Regions from separate parts of the Mus musculus genome. Here all the other regions are linked to region 3. The links are chromatin contacts, called in public HiChIP or PLAC-seq, capture Hi-C and promoter capture Hi-C maps. All regions are on one chromosome and are shown on one strand. Each heading gives the region's core, a stretch centred on a gene start, on an enhancer-like site or on the middle of the called end of the contact. The rest is flanking DNA. Distances are from core to core; before and after follow the strand shown.

Region 1 (2,700 bases), core at 57-2,556, 780 kb after region 3:
ACACTAGAAAGCTTTGAGAATCTGGGAAAGCCCTGAAGACTAGTACAAGTTATGTCTAACCTCTGGTCACTTCTCCTAGTCCCACATTATCTCTCAGACTAAAAATATGAATCAATATAATGTCTTTTTAAGTGTATTCTTTGGGACTTTCATACAGATTTCAAACTTTTCATTAATTTTACTTACTCTGTGTGTGTGTGTGTGTGTGTGTGTGTGTGTGTGTGTACATGCGTGCCACAGTGTGCGTGTGCAATAAGTCCGACGCTGACTTTTAATGGTCAGGTCTCTTCTCCCACTTGGTGGGCATAGGGAATCCATCTTGGGCCCAGTGGTAAGTAAGAGCCTCCTCCCACTCACCCAGCTTGCCAACTCCATCTCTAAGCTTTAAAACTAGCTGTTGGCCAGGTCAGTCAGCTCTGCATCAGCTCTCTCAAGTTAGGAAAAATCAAGGAAATGTTTCCTCTAAGCCAGGAATCAAAAAACTCAGTACATGTCTTAGAGAGCAAATATTGTAGCCGCGGATACTCTGCCACTGTCACTACTCTGCCCTTATAGCTCAAAAGCAGCCCGCTGATAAGTGAACAAAGCAAGGCATGTCTGTGTGCCAATAAAACTTTATTTATAAAAGCAGGTAACAACAGACTTGGATGAAAGACTATAATTCACTGACCTTTTCTGTAGCCAATGTTTAGTTTTAATTGGGAGAGATAGTGCCAGAAACTATAAAGAAAATGGAATTCTTCTGTTGTGGAACAGCGCACTCAGGACGAGATCCAGTTTTGGTCTCCACTCCTAAAGCACACCCCCCCCCCAAAAAAAAAGAGAGCGTTCTAACTTTACAACAAGCTGTAGTGCATTAGAAAACTAAGCCAGAGTTCCTTGGTGCCTAAGATGAGAATCAGACCACTGGGCTCAGATTTCAGCTCTGAGGCAGGGGATTTAACTCAGTTGGGAGAACATTTGCCTCCCACCAAGCTGACCAGTCACCTCTTCCTACCTCTGAGAAGTTGGGCAGGATTCTTCTCTCTACGAACTTTTGTCTCTTCAAATATATGTTTTGAGAAGATAAAAATTATCGTCGTTATTGACCCAGTGAGATTCTGCCTACCAAGGATCCAGCACTAAGTAAGCACTCTATAACTCTCAGTGGTCATGGTTGTATTACTATGATGTTTCCCAACACGTGGCTATTCAGACAATTTGTGAGAGCACCCCTTTCCTTATTTCACAGATTGAAAGCGGAAGTGTTGCTCAAGTTAACCCTGTACTGGCTAAACATTTTTTCCATGCCACTGCAGGAAGCCACAGTCACCCCGCAACCGAGCCTCTGTGCTCCCGGATGACTGCTGGTAAGTGGCTTTCTGAAGACTATCATGCATAATGCATTATGCTTATGTCAGGTTGAAATTTTCCCATTGATTGGCCTCGTGCCTCCATCGAGGGCTTTGTCTCTAGAGGAAGTTGCTCTTACTTTCTCAGGATCCTGAACACAAAGCCGCATTCAGGGATGGCCTCTTCAAATCAGCCGCAGTGCTTTTTGTCTCCAATTACAACCAAGTTAAAATTCTGCTATACCCCTTAGACTTCCTGAGGTAGAGCGCGAGAGCGTCCTTATATGTTCAACACCTGCCTGCCGGGGATCTGAGGGCTGGGTCATGAGTAGCTCCTCCCACTTTTGGGGAGTTGGCACAGAGACTGGAGGAAAAGGATACTGGAACATTTGGGGACTTCAGTGACAGGATACTGTGACCAGAGTTAACTCAGTAACCTTTCAAAACGAAATATGTAATTCCATTAATCTCACTGTCTTGCATGTGATAAGAACACTACGGCTGAATCTCCCAACCGGAAGAGCTCCTCCAGACCTATCGTTCTGAATTAAAATGCATGGCAGAAACTTTGACTCTGTCAGGCAATGACCTCCTGAACCAGGGCGGGACTGTGTCTGCAGGTCAAGTCATTCTTAGCCAGCACAGTAGCCTTTCTTGCCAGTTCAAAGAGTGGTGGGTAGCACTTCAGGTCGTCTCCCGTCTATCAGACAATCCAGGCTGCTGTAAGTGTCAAGATCTTTGTTAGAAGTAATCAGCCACGGGGGCAAAGGCGGTAAACAGTAATTAATATGCAAATTTGCAAGGAAGTTGCCTCTAGGTTTGGAGGCTTCTTTGTTTGTTTGCTAGTTGTGGACAAACTGGGGTTTGCCGTAACCATAATTAGCAGGATAAATATAAAATTATGATGTTAATAGTTAGCTGGCATTTTAAAGACAGTAGTGTACCCCTGCTGGGTCTGAGACGCTGCAACTCCATGGGTGGGTGTCTTTAGAAATGATTTTGAAAAGCTGAAATGCCCATTTTAATTAAAAGGCAAACACTGAAATGGGATTTTTCACTTCAAAACTCATACTTATTGGGCAACAGATCATTCGTGCATATATTAAAAATTTTTTTGTTTTTATATCAGTCGGCCTTATTCTAATGGGGAAAAAAGGGGTCTTTTTTTTTTCCAATAGTGATAATGAAAAGTAGTATTTATTAAGCCCTCGGCACCTGTTATCACACTGATAACTGGCTCCTCAGTGCACATCTGAGACAGAGCAGCCCAAGCTGGCCTGCAGTTACTATGTTGTCCAGGCTGGCCTTGAACTCTTGATCCTCTTGCCTCAGACCCTCAAGTGCTAGGATTACAGGTCCTCCTGGCTGC
Region 2 (2,700 bases), core at 75-2,574, 870 kb before region 3:
AGAGTTTGGGCCTGAGTTGCAAGCTCCAAAAGCTGGCGAATGAAAAGCATAGGCCGACTAGCTTGCTGGGTGGAGACAGGATAGTTGTCATGAGGAAACACGTCTTTCTGCCTCTTAGAATCTGAGACTCTCTGAAAACTGAAACCTTTTTCAGAGCATCAGGGAAGGATGCAGCCGGGATTTAAAAATAGAGCTAACTAAATAGGCTTCACTTGATGAGAGCCTGGGTCCATGCTAGTAAAAATTAGCTTTGGGCCTCTGGATTTCTGATTGATCCTGGGCTTTTAATCTTTCTCCCTCCCTCCGCCCCCGTTTCCCTAACTACAGCGACATTTTAGTTTGGTGACCCACATCAGCTGCTGCAGTGACCCCCAAAACCCCAAGAACCAGGGGGGGGGGACGGTGGGGAACCAGGAGCCTGCATAGGAATCTAGAACACAGTGGGCTCATAAACCCAAGACAGACTGCATTCCCAGCTCCCTTTGAATTTGGGTCCCTGGACACCAGGTAAGGGCCAAGAATGCCTCCTCCCGCCCCATCCCGGTGTGCACCAAGCCTAGAGGCCTGCTGGTACTGACCTGTTTTTGGCTGCAGCTGCCCGGTCTCTTTGTCTGCGGTTTTTGAACCAGTTGCCCACCTGTGTGGGGGTCAGTCCGGTTGCCTGGGCGAGCTCTCGCTTTTTGCTGGGGTTGGGATATGGGTCCTGAAGGTACCACTCTCGAAGCAGGTGCCGCGTGCGCTCCTTGAAGCAGTGAGTCTTCTGTTCGCCATCCCAAATGGTCCGCGGCAGCGGGAACTTCTTCCTTACTCGGTACTTGTCTACTGGCCCTAGGGGCCGTCCACGCAGCTTCTCTGCCTCCTGGTAATGCGCTTCGAGCCACAGCGCCTGCAGCTTGGCGTGCGATTCCTTAGTAAACTTATGATTTTCCAGGATATGATAAAGCTCGCGGTAGTTGCCACCGTGGAAAGCCACGATGGCTCTCGCTCGCAGCACCGACTCATTCTTGTTAAGGGCTTCACAAGCTGCTGGGGCCACGGGCAGCGACCATAGGAAGCGACCTAGGCGCTCCACGTCGCCGCTTTCCTCCAGGGTCTCACATACCCCGGCTACTTGCTGGGGGCTGAAATTCAAAATGGGCAGCTGGAACATCGAGGCTGCGCGGGCGCCCCGGGTGGGACACGCAGCAGATGCCCGCGGGCCGAGCGGGGTGCGGCTGGGGGTTACAGAGTCGGGGGGAGCCTTCCCGCCTGGAAGAGCTGTGGGTTGGGTTCGGCTGCGCTTGCTCAGCTAGGAAAAGCCAGCCAGCTAGACCGTGCCGCTACTGGGGTGGGCGGATTGGAGACGCGGGCGCCATGGAGACCCCCTGTCAGTCACTAGGCTGCTCTGCCAATCAAGGCTGCGACTAGAGCGCCCCGGTCGTTTCAGCACCTCCCCAGAATCGACAGCGCCCACGGTTTGCCGGGGAGACTGCTGAACCTGAAGAATGAAAAAAGAGGTAGGAGTGGCTGGAACGCACACGAAATCCGCAGCGTCTCACCCTCCGGGCTCCCCCTGTCCAGCCCCTCCCTCTTGTTTTCCCACCAGAGAGGTAGGATGCTGCAGGAATTCACTTTGGGAGCGATGCTATGCCGGGGTCGAAAGGACTCCAGAGGACAAAAGAGGACTGGGAGAAACAAACCCTTTGAGAAAGTTTAAACATAGGGAAGCGACAACCCCCCACCCCCGGGAAGAGCATGCACCAAAGGGACAGGGAGGGGAAGTGGATCCTCTCATTTTTTTTTTCCCCAGGCACCCATTCCTGCCTGTCTGCCGCTTACCATTTCCAGCTGCATAGGAAGCAAGCCGGGAACAGAAGGAACAGAACCACAGATCTGTAGTAGAGGTCAGTTTGGACTCTAACTTTGCTCCCTTCAAAGGTCCCTGGAACTGTTTTATATGGCGGCAAGGACACACAGACACACACAGACACACACAGACACACACACACACACACACACCATTTGACAACTAGGTGCTAATCACGGAGTCTAACTCCAAGAAATGCAAGCTGTAGGGGCTTCTGACTAAATAAAGTTATCCTTCATAGACCCCCTCTCTCCAGTTCAGTGGACTTGAACAAATGGGCAGCAGCCACATCTAGAGTGAGAAGCCATTCTTAGGTCAAGACAGCAACTTAAAAGCCTACTTCAAAGATCCTTTAAAAACAGATTTGATTCTCTCATGGCAGGCTGATTTTGCCTCTGTCTAGAACTTACAACTCCTGGGGCGGACATAGAAACCGTGTGGTTTTTTTTTTTTTTTTTTTTTTTTTTTTTTTTTTTTTTTTTTTTTTTTTAGATCAGAAGTGCCAGCAAGATAAAGTGCAGGCTGCATCCCACAATGCCGTGCAGTTAAGGTGGCAAGGTAGATTGGTCAGAGCCACGGGTCACTGACCCCTCCTGCAGAGAGCATGGGCCTTTTTTGGCACTCTGCCTTCTGGCCAATAGATTGAATTGGCAACATTTATTGATTCCCAATTGACATCCACATCATACCGCTTTCTGGGGCTTCCGTCGAGGAAACCACGATCTCATGTAGCCATGGACGGGGCTTATTAGTTGGTAGAAAGGAAACACTGGGTATAGGTGCCCCCCCCCGCCCCCCCCCCAAAAAAAATCAGACGACAAGGTTCATCCCTGAATTGGACTGGGGCTAGCTGT
Region 3 (2,700 bases), core at 95-2,594:
AAACTAACTTCCAGGCAGCTTAAAGCCAACACCCATAGTGACTCAGTTCCTCCAACAAGGCCACACCTCCAAATAGTGCCATTCCCTGGGCCAAGCATATTCGAACTACCACACCTCCATAACATTCAGTCTCCACAGTACAGCACATAAATGCTGTCCCGTGAAAACCTTACACATCTCCCATTTACCACCTCCCACACCACTTGCATGGAGCCTGGAATTCAGACACTGTCACCTTCAGGGTTAACCTCTTGCCACCACGTTTGCATTCACTGTATCTCTTCTTCCTTCTCCTCCTCTGCTCCCCACCCCCACCCGGACCCCAATAGTCCAATGTGGTTTGGCATAAAAAGTTTTTATCTACTCCTCTAGCAACGATCTCCATTGAATTTCCTATTAAAATAAAACACTCATCTTGTAATGTATTTGTGTTTTCCTAAGACTTAAAGTCTTATGGGGCAGGGTCTTTTATTTGCTGTTTATTTGGGTTGTTGCAGCTGCTGCCATCCAATGGTGGATACAAAAATACTGTCAATCATCCTCGAATGGAACAGCCCCTACCAACAAAGAACACAAACGTGATGATCTAGCCCAGACGCTGTAAGGCTGATTCTGAGAAACCTTTAAATGCACTTAACTAGTTACCATCCAAAGCCCCGGCCCTTGAACAGTAATGACATCTTCCTTCCTAGATCCACATTCCAGTCCTTGAGAACACCTGTTCAGAAACAGGCTTAAGCGGGAAGCCCAACCTCAGGAATGTTCAATGTGAGCAAGGAGTCTACTGAAACAAATTTGTTCCAGCAGTGATTTTCCAAATGTGGCCCTTGGATCATCATCATCCTCACTATCAATATGAATTCTTGGTACTCATCCCAGAGCTACATTGTCTGAAACTGAGATTAGAACCTAGTCGCTTGTAGCATGACTGATTCTGTTGCCCACTCAAAATGCAGAGGTACTAGAATACCCCACCCCTACCATGTTCAAGATCTCCAGGTGTGGACTCTTTTTCCTTTCCTACCTGTGGAGGCCAGAGACGCCCACAGCAGCATCCCCTCCCCACCAGGGCATCTGTGCTGGACAGGAAGGAGCAAGAGCGCCTCAGCTGAATCTGCCATTCGTTTGCGGGGTGGTCTGGCTTTCTCCGGCCTGCCGGGGTGCCAGAGGTGAACCATGCCTTCTCTCAGACTAGCAGACCCGTGGCTTGGTCACCCTCAGGCTGGGAAAGGAGATAAGGTGGGCCGGCTCTCCTGGGGTACACCGCTAGCGTCCCGCCCCGCGTTCCTGCGTAAATAGGCGGTTCCCTCGGCAACGCCTAGAACCCACGTCAAGGTTCCACCAGTCCCGAGTGGTGACCGAGTCCCACCCACTCCCCGCAGCTGCCGTTCTGGTCCGCACAACCTTTCACCCTGCTGCGGGATGAGCAGAGCGGCGGCCTGCGTGGAACCCCATGGAGGAGCAGGCGCGGCCGCCTGGCCGCCCGGCCGCGAGTGCAACCTTGCAGGGTAGCGCGCATCCGGGAGGGGCGGCTTCCACGGCCACTGCAGCCGCGCTGTCGTTCAGCTCCGTAGCCACGGTAACGCTGGGAAACCAAAGCGATGCGGGCAGGCCGGAGGCAGCGGGGTCTCGGGGACCCGCACCGCTGCTATGGCACGGGGCAGCGGTGGCCGCCCAGGCGCTCGTGCTCCTGCTCATCTTCTTGCTGTCTAGCCTGGGCAACTGCGCGGTGATGGGGGTGATCGTGAAGCATCGGCAGCTGCGCACGGTCACAAACGCCTTCATCCTGTCGCTGTCCCTGTCGGACCTGCTCACTGCGCTGCTCTGCCTACCCGCCGCCTTCCTCGATCTATTCGCGCCTCCCGGAGACTCTGGGCCCTGGCGCAGCTTCTGCGCAGCCAGCCGCTTCTTCAGTTCGTGTTTCGGAATCGTATCCACGTTCAGCGTGGCGCTCATCTCGCTGGACCGCTACTGCGCCATCGTGCGGCCGCCGCGGGACAAGCTGGGCCGGCGGCGCGCGCTGCAGCTGCTGGCAGGAGCGTGGTTGGCTGCGCTGGGCTTCTCCCTGCCCTGGGACCTGCTCAGGGCACCCCGGGAGCCCCCCGCTCCGCAGAGCTTCCACCGCTGCCTTTACAGAACCTCCCCAGACCCTGCGCAGCTGGGCGTCGCCTACAGCGTGGGACTGGTGGTGGCTTGCTACTTGCTGCCCTTCCTACTGATGTGTTTCTGCCGCTACCACATCTGCAAGACCGTGCGCCTGTCGGACGTGCGCGTGCGGCCGATGACCACTTACGCGCGCGTGCTGCGCTTCTTCAGCGAGGTGCGCACAGCCACCACCGTGCTCATCATGATTATCTTTGTCATGTGCTGCTGGGGTCCCTACTGCTTCCTGGTGCTGCTGGCCGCGACCCGGCAGGGTCAGGCCACGCAGGCTCCCTCGCTGCTCAATGTGGCGGCTGTTTGGCTGACCTGGGCCAATGGGGCTATCAACCCGGTCATATATGCCATCCGCAACCCCAACATTTCCATGCTCCTAGGACGCAACCGCGAAGAAGGGTACAGGACTAGAAACATGGATGCTTTTTTGCCTAGCCAAGGCCTAGGTTTTCAAGCCAGAAGTCGCAATCGCCTTCGAAATGGCTGTGCCAACAGGCTTGGGGCTTGCAGCAGGATGCCTTCTTCCAACCCAGCTAGTGGGTC
Region 4 (2,700 bases), core at 179-2,678, 960 kb after region 3:
CAAAAGCTGGACCAATAGCCAAGATGACCGAATCCTCTTTAAAAATAACTAATAAGGGAGAGGGCTGAAGAGGGTGGCTTGGTAGTCAGGAACACTGGTTGCTCTTCCTGAGGACCAAGGTTCAATTCCCGGCATCTGTACCGCAGCTCACAACTTTCTTAGCTCCAGTCCCAGGCGATCAGATGCTCTCTTCTGACCCCTAAATGCTACCATTGATAGCCACATATGGCTGGGAAAACATCCATACACACTAGAATAAGAGGCAGTTTTTAAAAGTGACTAATACAGACAGTATTAATTCATCAGGTTAAAAAGCACTTTCCAGCAAACCTGACCCCCTGAGTTAGACACATGGGACCAGCGACAGAAGTGACTGGACCTCACAAGTTGTCCTCTGACCATCACATATGGGCCATCTTCCTCCTCTGTCTAAAAAATAATAATCACCATCAAAACCCAACTAGTCAATCATAATCTATGTTGGCCTGGGGGGCCTAGGCATCCTGTGAGGATATGAGAAGGACCAAGTTTCTCTTCTTTCTTCTAAGTTAAAAAAAAAAAAAAGAGTGCCCGTCCCTACCACATGTAATTTACAGATGCCTTTCTCTCTCTAACAGTGTTCTCTTTGGCCCAGGCTAACCTTGAACTCCCTCCTGTCTCAGCCTCCCAAGCGATGATTCTGCACACTGAGTATCAAGCCCTGTTTATACTTAAAAACAAAACATAAACAATAAGAAAAACTTTTTTTTTAAATGTGTATGGGTGTTTTGCCAGCATGTATGTCTGCAACCATGTGCATCTCTGTCGCTTCCTGGAGGACAGAAGAGGGTGACAGATCCCTTGGGATTGGAGTTACAGATGGTTGTGAGCTACCCTGTGGGTGCTGGCAATCAAACCTGAGTCCTCTGAAAGAGCAGCCAACCCTCTTGGCCGCTGAGCCATCCCACCAGATCTTCATAATGTGTCCTTACCAGACCCACTTTTCCTTTCTTTCCTTCCCCTTTATAATTAGAAGGTTAAAACTTTATAAAGCAGGTGTGCCACACTGGCAGGCCTCTTCTCCCTGGGCTTCTAGAAGGTTCCTTGGCGGGTCTGCTGCACCTCACCTGCCTGGCGGGCGCCTGGGCCTTGGGCTGTCCAGCTCTTCTCTCTGCAAACACAGGCACGAGCTGGCTGGGAAAGCCAGGTAGCATGGACACGGGTGACCGGGGCACCGGTTTGGGAACCAGCCCGGGCTTGGCCGCCCTCCCTCCCGCCGACCGCACTGGCACTCACTGTCCTGCAGGCGGCGGCGGAATGCGGGGTCTCGGTGCCGCCTCCAGTCCAGGTAGACGCAGTAGCTGAGTAGGACGACCGCGCCGCCCGCTGCCAAGCCCGCCAGGAGACCGACGCCAAGACGGACGCTGGGCATTGGGTTGCCCTGCGAGCGTTGGGCACGGGCCAGCCACACGTGAGCAAACCCCGGGTCCCGAACCCAGGACTCGGGAATTCTGAGCCTTCTCCAGCCTGACAAGACCATTTCCTGTGGCCAGGGCATGCAGTGTCCTTGGGTCGCCTGGATTTCCCTTGCACTTCAATTGGCCCCACGTTATCTCAACTTAGCCCTGGTCAGGCTGGCCAGCCTCCTCCTGTAGGTCCCCAGAACACTCACAATCCAAGTTCTCCACCCACCATAACTCAGGAGAGGGAAAGGAATCGGAAGTAATAATATAGAAGAAAAGCAAACAAAATCATTTTGCCGGTGCTTTTCCCTTTATGTTTGTTTTATTCAGCAAACACAACAAAAGAATACACAGATTTTGTCTCAAAGATCATAAAGGCATTACAAAGCTAAACCTTGTTGTTTTCGTCGTTGTTTTTCAGAGACAGGTTTTCTCTGTAGCAGTGGCTGTCCTGGAACTCACTCTGTAAACCAGGCTGGCCTAGCCTCTGCCTCCCTGAGCACTGATGCTGGGATTAAATTCGTTTGTAATTTACATGTATGGCTGTTTGCCTGTAGGTGTATATCCATGTGTGATGGGCATGCTCAATGCCTACAAAAGAAGGTGTCTGGTCCCTGGAACTGGAGTTACTGACAGTTGTGAACAACCATGTGTACACTGGTAAACCCTTGCCCTCTACAAGAGCAACAAATGCTCTAAACCACCAAGCCATCTCTCCTAGGCCTGTTTTAATTCTTTACTTTGTTTGTTTGCTTGCTTGCTTGTTTTTGTTGAGACAGGGTTTCTCTGTGTAGCCCTGGCTGTCCTGGAGCTCACTCTGTAGACCAGGCTGGCCTGGAACTCAGAAATCCACCTGCCTCTGCCTCCCCAAGTGCTGGGATTCAAGGCGTGCGCCACCACCACCCAGTCTGCTTTAATTTTCAACCGTCCATGTAGCTCATGGTGGCCTGAAACTCTCCATCCTCCTGCCTCAGTTCCAAAGTCCTTAAATAGTTTTTGTTGTGCATTATTCAACTGTACTTACTAATTCACTGTTAACTACCATTATTGTCATAGCAAGGCACCCTATCTGCCCTGAATACCAGTGAGATTAAGAAGTCCCTGTCCTTGGTCTTAGACGTAGTGAAAGTTACACACTGCTTTCCTGAATAGTGCATGTTCTTCCTATGATAACTAAAGTCTTCTATTTGCAAAAGTTTATTATAAAAACAAAAACTGGCTGTCATTACAGGACAACGTCATGGTCTGTTGTAGCTGG
Region 5 (2,700 bases), core at 190-2,689, 920 kb after region 3:
ATGCTTTCCCCACAAGCATGAGGACAAAAGTTCAGATTCCCAGAGCACAAACAAATGCTGAATTCAAGCCTAGACAGAGGTGGAAATAAGAAGTCCCCCAGAGTAAGCCGACTAAAAAGCCCAATCATATCAATGAGCCTTGAGCTTGATTGAGACACGGTGACCTTTAAGGTGACATGGAAGACTGACTGAGGACGATTCCCTATATCAGCCTCAGCACATGCACACCTACGCATGCAGAACACCCCTCCCCAGCCCCACCCCCACCCCCACCCCCACGTGAACATAGAAAAATAAATGTAACCTGGCAGTGGTGGTGGTGCAAGCTAGGAGGCAGCAGAGGCAGTCAAATCTCTGGGTTCAAGGCCACCCTGGTCTAAAGAGCAAGTTCCAGGACAGCCAGGGAGATACAGAGAAACTCTGTCTCAAAAGACAAAAAGAAGAAACTGTCAATGGTTATATATTCCTATTTCTAAAATGTTTTGGAGCTGGGTCGTGTTCCAGAACTAGGAAATTCCAAAATAAAAACTCAGCCATTTGTAAAGCTAGTTCTTCATCTTTTAATATCTCAACATATCATACTCAAAAGGCATTACGGTACTGATACTTTGAATAAACTAAATGCAGGAACATTTGTAGGTACTGTGTACCAACTACACATTGTAGGGAGTTCTGTCCATGGGAGCATCAGCATCTTGAGGAAGCTTTCAATGACACCCAAGCACCTTCATAGATCTGCTCCCTCAGCCTCCAAGACATCAAAGTATATGCATTTTTATAAAGCTTTCCCAATGATTCCAATTCATATAAACAGACTTGGAACTGCTGACATAAACAAATCACTGCTTTAAAAATAATGTAACCGGGCTGGGGAGAGAGCTCAGCAAGCAGTGTTTGCCTTGCGAGCGAGCGAGCGAGCGAGCGAGCGAGCGTGAGGACCCAAGCTTAGGTCAAGTGTGCAGACTCATTACTGGGAGGAAAGGGAGCAAACAGGCACACCCCTGGAGCTTGCTGGACGACCAAATTGGTGCGCTCAGGAGTCAGGGAGACTTTGTCTCAAATAATAAGGCAGAGGGTGACTGAGGAAGATATTGAAATTAACTTCTGGCTTCCACATGAACACACCTACAATACTGCAAAAGGAAGAAAAGCCAACTATAAGGAGAGGTCTCACAGCACCAACACTATAACCTAGAACATACCAAGTATCTACACAGCATAAAGAATAATGAGCAAGACAATCATGATTTAGGAAATCAAACTGTCACAACCTAGAGTGCTATGACAGCTACTAGTTAACAATAGTTAGAGCTGGGAGCTCGCACAGCTTTATCACATACCTGAATGTCTATCTGCTGTTGCTGTAGTTTTTCAAGGTGCCTGATATGCTGCTCCATGAACGCGTTCATCTGCTTGTCGTGGTCATGACAGTGCACTTTCTCTTGCTTACTCTGAACGCTGGCTTGGTGCTCTGTCACGCGCTGTAACTGTTTATCAGTCTCCTGTAACTTAGTAAGTAACTCTCCAACACAATTAACCTTTGCCTCCAAATCACTCTGTACCTAAAACAAAACATCAAAATAGAATTTCACATCGTAGAAAGACATTAAAGGTGTGCTCAGGTCCTAGGAAGGTTATTTACAGCAACTGGTACTGAGACGGTAGTAAACTTGAGCCTTTGCTCACGAAATTTCTCATGACTCCATGCCTTTGATTTTAGAGTCACAAAATTAAGAAACAAAATCAAGTAATCCTTAGGTATGTTTTGTTTCTTGAACTATACATACATATTCTGGCCTCCATGTGAACACACATACAATACTACAAAAGGAAGAAAGGTCAACTATAAGGAGAGGTCTCACAGCAACAACAACACTATAACCGACAACACACCAAGTATCTACACAGCATAAAGAATGATGTGCAAGCCAATCATGATTTATACACATCAAATCTGACACAAAAGATTCTATAATGCCGGGGGGGGGGAGATTCTTAAAACTAAAGAGAAGGAAACAGCAAAACCAAGTCAATTTTGATGCCACCCATGACGGCATGTGTGGAGGGGACAAAACTGAGAATAAACGTGTATTGCTGCCATGAGCACAGAACCAAGCTCGCCTGGACAGGAACCAAGGCCTTGGACTCATATGGATCAGACTCAGAACTGGCAAAGCCTTCTTCCTCTGACCCAAATGTGTTTACAGACGATTAATCAGTGTGCTAGAAGAAAAAACAGTCATGGTGGCACACGCCTTTAAGCCTAGACAGGCTCTCTGTATAGAGAGCCAAGGCTGTGGAGAGAACCCTGTCATGAAAAACAAAAACACAGAAAGACTACCAACTGTGGCGGCTTCTTCCTGGCTGTTCACAGTCTGAAACTGCTGCCCTACAGAGACTTCACACTGAGAGGAGCTAACCCTGCCTCCCATGCTGTGTACAATAGCTGAGGTTCCAGGTTATGGGGTAGGCAATGAGGCTCCACCAGAGTGCATACAGCCCACCTGACCCTCAGCTTTTCTCTATGTGTGTGTATATGTACACCTGTCCTTTCTCTACTCTTTTGCCATCCCTCCTCAAGGTTCCAGACCCGAGCTGTGAAATGGCACATTCCTATAATCACAGAAGGAACGCAAGTCCAGACAGACAGACAGATCCTGCCTGGAAAGAGTACACGGTAGGGATGGAGCTCAGTAGAGT

Evidence for each region. Promoter capture Hi-C pulls out the DNA fragments that hold promoters and counts their contacts. HiChIP or PLAC-seq counts read pairs in DNA pulled down with a chosen protein or histone mark. Capture Hi-C pulls out chosen DNA fragments and counts their contacts.
Region 1: an H3K4me3 HiChIP or PLAC-seq map of stem cell-derived neural progenitor cells shows a contact between it and region 3, with 4 times the contacts expected there. The contact joins the enhancer-like site here to the promoter of Gpr135 in region 3. A contact is called at or near these places in 5 of 39 promoter capture datasets (the 3T3-L1 cell line, the HPC-7 cell line and liver), 1 of 484 Hi-C or Micro-C datasets (embryonic stem cells), 8 of 115 datasets of contacts at active chromatin or transcription factors (astrocytes, embryonic basal ganglia, embryonic limb bud and 4 more) and 1 of 9 other capture datasets (adipose tissue).
Region 2: a capture Hi-C map of embryonic stem cells shows a contact between it and region 3, with 2.3 times the contacts expected there. The contact joins the promoter of Six6 here to the promoter of Gpr135 in region 3.
Region 4: an H3K4me3 HiChIP or PLAC-seq map of neural tube shows a contact between it and region 3, with 7 times the contacts expected there. The contact joins the promoter of Tomm20l here to the promoter of Gpr135 in region 3. A contact is called at or near these places in 10 of 39 promoter capture datasets (the 3T3-L1 cell line, 3T3-L1-derived adipocytes, hematopoietic stem and progenitor cells and 5 more) and 1 of 115 datasets of contacts at active chromatin or transcription factors (neural tube).
Region 5: a promoter capture Hi-C map of HPC-7-derived erythroid cells shows a contact between it and region 3, with 4 times the contacts expected there. The contact joins the enhancer-like site here to the promoter of Gpr135 in region 3. A contact is called at or near these places in 16 of 39 promoter capture datasets (the 3T3-L1 cell line, 3T3-L1-derived adipocytes, HPC-7-derived erythroid cells and 11 more), 2 of 484 Hi-C or Micro-C datasets (CD4 T cells and LSK cells), 4 of 115 datasets of contacts at active chromatin or transcription factors (astrocytes, bone marrow-derived macrophages and differentiating embryonic stem cells) and 1 of 9 other capture datasets (liver).

What each region holds. Positions count from the first base shown.
Region 1 is chr12:71,293,412-71,296,111 of GRCm38.p6, reverse strand. It overlaps a transcript of 2700049A03Rik not described here. Among named protein-coding and RNA genes, the nearest start is that of Dact1, 15 kb to the left of the region's middle. Within about 2 kb of position 1,306, at least 19 of the 459 cell types and tissues checked have an H3K27ac peak or open chromatin away from gene starts, as enhancers often do. A contact at or near this core is called in embryonic stem cells and stem cell-derived neural progenitor cells, where this site is marked.
Region 2 is chr12:72,938,506-72,941,205 of GRCm38.p6, reverse strand. Six6 (sine oculis-related homeobox 6) reads right to left here and starts at 1,324. Exons shown (of 2, transcript NM_011384.5): 1 at 579-1,324. The coding sequence starts at 1,150.
Region 3 is chr12:72,069,745-72,072,444 of GRCm38.p6, reverse strand. It overlaps Gpr135 (G protein-coupled receptor 135), which reads left to right and starts at 1,344. Exons shown (of 1, transcript NM_181752.2): 1 at 1,344-2,700. The coding sequence starts at 1,454. It overlaps Gm3225 (predicted gene 3225), which reads right to left and starts at 1,271. Exons shown (of 2, transcript NR_168042.1): 1 at 1,025-1,271; 2 at 430-557. It also overlaps a transcript of L3hypdh not described here.
Region 4 is chr12:71,110,156-71,112,855 of GRCm38.p6, reverse strand. It overlaps Tomm20l (translocase of outer mitochondrial membrane 20-like), which reads right to left and starts at 1,428. Exons shown (of 5, transcript NM_029227.1): 1 at 1,276-1,428; 2 at 1,107-1,150. The coding sequence starts at 1,411. It overlaps Gm32906 (a long non-coding RNA gene), which reads left to right. Exons shown (of 3, transcript XR_381662.3): 3 at 1,163-2,105.
Region 5 is chr12:71,149,105-71,151,804 of GRCm38.p6, reverse strand. 2700049A03Rik (RIKEN cDNA 2700049A03 gene) reads right to left here. Exons shown (of 30, transcript NM_001163378.1): 6 at 1,341-1,562. Among named protein-coding and RNA genes, the nearest start is that of 2700049A03Rik, 14 kb to the right of the region's middle. Within about 2 kb of position 1,439, at least 11 of the 459 cell types and tissues checked have an H3K27ac peak or open chromatin away from gene starts, as enhancers often do.